Linked DNA regions of Danio rerio: region 1 is linked to region 2. The links are chromatin contacts, called in public Micro-C maps. All regions are on one chromosome and are shown on one strand. Each heading gives the region's core, a stretch centred on a gene start, on an enhancer-like site or on the middle of the called end of the contact. The rest is flanking DNA. Distances are from core to core; before and after follow the strand shown.

What was found. Hi-C and Micro-C count contacts between places; a contact is called where the count stands out from the background.
Region 1: a Micro-C map of caudal fin shows a contact between it and region 2, with 9 times the contacts expected there. The contact joins two enhancer-like sites. A contact is called at or near these places in 8 of 18 Hi-C or Micro-C datasets (caudal fin, embryo, fibroblasts and 3 more) and 1 of 4 datasets of contacts at active chromatin or transcription factors (caudal fin).

Annotation. Positions count from the first base shown.
Region 1 is chr18:24,735,495-24,738,194 of GRCz12tu, reverse strand. All of the region lies in intron 7 of mef2aa (myocyte enhancer factor 2aa), which reads right to left. Among named protein-coding and RNA genes, the nearest start is that of mctp2a, 20 kb to the left of the region's middle. Within about 2 kb of position 1,309, at least 3 of the 62 cell types and tissues checked have an H3K27ac peak or open chromatin away from gene starts, as enhancers often do. A contact at or near this core is called in caudal fin, where this site is marked.
Region 2 is chr18:24,478,946-24,481,645 of GRCz12tu, reverse strand. No RefSeq gene overlaps it. Among named protein-coding and RNA genes, the nearest start is that of cbfb, 94 kb to the right of the region's middle. Within about 2 kb of position 1,330, at least 13 of the 62 cell types and tissues checked have an H3K27ac peak or open chromatin away from gene starts, as enhancers often do. A contact at or near this core is called in caudal fin, where this site is marked.

The sequences.
Region 1 (2,700 bases), core at 60-2,559, 260 kb before region 2:
TGCATGCGGTGAAAACACATACACAGACACACGCAGAGACACACATTTTAAAAACAACGTTGCTATTAGATACAGATTATATGTAATATAAATAATAAATCTGATTTATCATGTAATATACAGGAATGGAAATGAAAGATCACTTCAAAATGCTCAGTTATTTAGAGCATGTGTAGTAGTAACTTATAGATACTTATAGTGTGTGGTTGAGTAAATTGTTATTTTTTATTCAGATTTATTCTGTAAAATACTATTGACAGTTCTTCCAAACCTGCTTGCTTTATTTATGTATTATTTTGTTAAATTTATTTATTTATTTATTTATTTAGTTAGTTAGTTATTTAGTTATTTGTGTGTTTGTTTGCATAAAATAACAAAAATATGTCATGTTTTCCAATCTGTTTAGATATTTAAAGAGAATACAATACAATTGTTATGTGTTTACATATCACGTTTTACATAATTCACATACATGTTTACCTTCAAAAGTTACCTTAAGTTATGAAATTAATATAGTAGCATTTTACTCAAACCCATTTACAATCATTATGTATTACATATTTACCCTATTGCAGTAAATTTAAGTAAATCGAGAGAAACTTAGGACTTATGTGAAACTCCTCAACTTATGACATAATTTTGGCCTCTGCTCCATTTTAACGACATCATCATAGAAATAAAAAAATTAAATAAATAAAAAATGCAATCACCGCCCAGGCCAAAGAAATGCAAAAGCGCATAAGATTTTGGGTAATGCTCAAAAATGTAGACTGCAATAGAATGTTTTATGTGGATTTGTGTGTTCTGCTTTGATTGTTCCAAGCTTTTATGTTGCTTCAAAACTAAAATGAATACCAGGTTTATTGGTGAGGTCTTGGGGAAATATAAAATAATTACTAATAACTGCATTTCTGTGGATGCACCATTCTCCTTTTTGTTCTTCCTTGAAAACACCCACAACAGTTTTCCTTTAGCTCTTACACATACATACTGTGATTCTTTTAAACTTCCTTAAAAAGGCTCGAAACATGCAGTGTTGAGTCACACACAATGCAGACTTCCACACACACACACACTCATGATGAGTTCATCCAGTTCATGGTGGGTTTAGTCGATCTCCATCTCAAGCAGTGGACTCTGAGTGCGGCTCTGCTAGTTAAAGTAGTGTGATTTAAAAATCAAACAGCTTATCAGCCTTCCCAATGCATTCTGTAAAACTCACCAACTCCATCTCTTCCTCCTCTGACTGCTTCCAACAGAAAAAAAGCATATGATGCTGTCAGTAAAGAGGCAGGTGGGGCCGTTCTCACCAGGACGTGCCTTCAAAACTAACTTATTCAAATTCAGAGACCCAAGCGTGAACCAAACGCTGCCTCGGGTTACTTGCAGTACAACTGGAAATTCAAATTCAGAGTCAAATTCAAATGAAAAGTCAAATTTGTTGGCACTAAATACACAACGTTTCCATTCCTCACGGCCATGGGGTTTGTTTGATGCTGCAATTAAGTAAATGTAGGGCGACTTCCAGTGCTAAACAAAAGAAGAGCAAATGTATGGGAGAATAATGATGTTTTTGTTGTTGTTTATTTGTTAGTTTAAACTCCTTAGAGAAAAAACTAAAATCACTGAGGAGCTTGACCTCGCAGCAAGGATGTGCTTAACCTTTCACCTCAGACACTCATCCATATGTGAGCTGGTGTGTCCAATAGCCCCATCAATCTTCTTGGTTTCATTGGCACAGTCGACCACTTGCTTTAATTGATTATTTACAAGAGAGAAAAAGTAAACACTAGCTAAATGAGGGCTAGAAAATGAAGCTGAATACTAGTGAGAATTTAAGTACTAATGAATAGTACAGTGTCTATTTCAATGTTTCAGATAACATTTGTGGTACATAAAATGTTAAATAGTTTAATCTTTTTCATTATTGTAATCATATATACAGTTGAGGTCAGAATTATTAGCCCCCCTGAATTATTAGCCTCCCTGTTTATGTTTTCCCTGTTTTCAGTTTAACAGAGAGCAAACTTTTTCGTCATATTTCTAAACATAATAGTTTAAATAACCTATCTCTAATAACTGATTTATTTTATCTTTGCCATGATGACAGTACATAATATTTGACTATATATTTTTCAACACACTTCTATACAGCTTAAAGTGACATTCAAAGGCTTAACTAGGCTAATTAGGTTAACTAGGCAGGTTAGGGTAATTAGACAAGTTATTGTATTACGATGGTTTGTTCTGTAGACTATCGAAAGAAAAAATTAGCCTAAAAGGGCTAATAATTTTGTCCTTAAAATGGTGTTTATTCTTTTATTCTAGCCAAAATAAACTGTAAAAATGTCCTTGCTCTGTTAACCATAATTTGGGAAATATTTAAAGAAAATAAATTCAAAGGGGGGCTAATAAATTTAAACTAACTATATATATATATATATATATATATATATATATATATATATATATATATATATATATATATATATATATATATATATATATATATATATATATATATATATATATATTTATATATATATATAAAACATACCAGCTATATTTGAAATTATTAAACACTTCTTGCTGACAATTGTGTGGTACAAATTGGTTTGAAGGACAGCTACAAACTATAAACTACATTAAATTACAATCAGTGTAGCCATCACTTTTTTCCAGCCCAAAAGCTATCAAAGG
Region 2 (2,700 bases), core at 81-2,580:
TAGACGCAACCTATGTGTTTAAGTAAAATATATTATGTTATTATATGTTATGAGTACAATATACACACACACACACACACACACACACACACACGCACACACACACACACACACACACACACATACACATATATATATATATATATATATGTGTGTGTGTGTGTGTGTGTGTGTGTGTGTGTGTGTGTGTGTGTGTGTGTATACATATATATATATATATATATATATATATATATATATATATATATATATATATATATATATTATTCTGAAAATGTCTTATCAAGTTTTTTTTTTTCAAATTTCAAATAAAATATTCTAATTTAAAGCATTTTAAAAAAAATTACAATTAATTGAAAATCAAGGTCGCCATATTGCAGGTTTGATCAAAACTGTTCACTTAGAGCAGAGATGCTTAAACTAGGGCCCGGGGGGCAAAGTTGGCTCCTAATAACCTTTGATTTGGCCCACCATTCCATCTGAAAAGAGGAAGAATTTTAGGAAGGGCTGGAGTTCATGCCTTTAATACGCATTGTCATTTCTAATTTAACATAACCTTTCACTGGTTTATTTTATTGTTAGGCTACAAAAAAAAAGTAAATGTTTCAATCAAATGTTGTAAATGAATCAAATTTTTTTTAATGAACAAACTGTTCGAGCTCAATTCAGAAGTCCCCAGTAAGCAAATAAAGACAAAGGCAGCTTGACTAGTGTATATGGTATTAAATTCCATTGTGTTATAAATGATGGACACTTTTTACTTTTAAATTAATTTTATTATTATTATTATTATTATGATTATTATTATTATTATTATTATGATTATTATTTAGTCATTTTGAAGAAATGTCATCAATAGTTTACAGAACAATAGAAAATTACACTTTACACATAACCCATTAAAAGAAAGTGTAAATCTATATATATATATTTTTTTTGTGACAATTTTTTTGCTTCCTCCATTGGCAGATTAATTTGCTTCTTTTGAGGAAAAACACTTCATTTTGGCATGTTATTTCTTAAAACAAGACAATGTATTTTTTTTTTTTTTGCCTGTCTAGAAAATGCTTCTTGATTTAAGATTTTTTTTAGATATTTAGCCTAGAAACAAGAAAAAAATGCAGTGACATTTGAATCCTAGAAATTTTAGGATTTTCAGACCCTTAAAATCACTTTGTTGATGTAGTCTCAGACAGTGAGCTAGTACTGTATCATATTTTCACAGTAATGTAGTTTAACAGTGCCAGATGTGCAATAGTGTCCAGTGTTGTGCTTCTGCTGAGCACTGCCATCTTCTGGAACGCCTGCTCACAAACTCCCTCCTCCCTCGATACCCTCTCTCGATCTCTCTCTCTCTTTCTCTCTCCCTCTCCTCTTGGACGGTAGCCTGACATACCAGACCCTGTTCGTTAGCGCATATTTTTACCCGCCGTTACTAAATTAGGAAGCCAGTGAGCGAGAACCATGGGTGGCTGCCAAGAGCAGAATAAGGAGGGTCTGCTGAGGGCCTTGCCAGCGCAGCCACTAGCATCAAGAGCCACTTAGAGCTCTCCGAAACAAGAGCCCTGCAGGAACCGAGGCCAAGCAGAGCCTCAAGATATCCTGGCCAAAAGACCAACCAGAACAAACAAACAAATATCCTGCTTTTTTAATGAACACCTTGTCACAGGACTGTCATCACAACCAAACAAACAGCTAGAATTTGTGCTAGACTGAGTTTAAATAGCTTGATAGGAGGGTTTAAATGCATTTAGGAAAACTAATTTAGCTCTTTTATTTCTAAAAATGCTCGCTTGAATGATTTTACAAACATTTATAATGGGTAAAATTTGGTCTGTACAGGTTTTTCATTTTAGAATGACCTAATTAAATGCATCAGTTTTGTCTTTTATGTCAAATAATCCATTTTAACAACTCAATTAAATCAATCAAAACCACAACAAAACTATTTAAAATATAATATACATAATTTGCACAATCAAAACAAAAGTAGCAGGAATTGATTGGAGGGTAAAGCTGTAATGTAATGTTGTAAACATAATTATAGTTGATTATTGCTCTTCTGGTAATTATTAATGTCAATTAACAGAATATTTGTATGTTCAGAGAAACTACACATTAACTTCTGGCTCAAAAAAAAAAAAAAGTTTAGTACACATCAAATAATAAATAAACCATGGAGACCAATACAGTGTGTTTCATTTTTTCCTAAAAGCATTATTTTCACAATGATTTGTTTGATAATTGTTTATTTGACAACCAAAAAATTCTGGACTACATTTTAATAGTCAATTTTATTTTTAGTATTCCTGAAACAAACATTTTAACATTTTACAGTTGCAATTACATTTATAAAACTGCAGCTTGAAAAAGTAAATAAGATGTTTGTTTTTAATCTGAATATTTCCTGCTAAAATGAAAACAAGGAAGAAACATTGTGTAATTAATGCTTTAAGCTTTCTATTTTTCGATTATTATTATTATTATTATTAGTGGTAGTAGTAGTAGTAGTAGTAGTAGTAGTAGTAGTAGTAGTATTACTACTACTGTACTACTACTACTACCAGTGTTGGGGAAAGTTACATTTAAAAAAAAGTTATGCATTACATTATTGAGTTACTCCCCAAAAGAGTAACTAGTTTTGTTAATTTTATGGTAAGTGTTGCATTACGTTAAATTACTTTTGAGTTAATTTTGCAT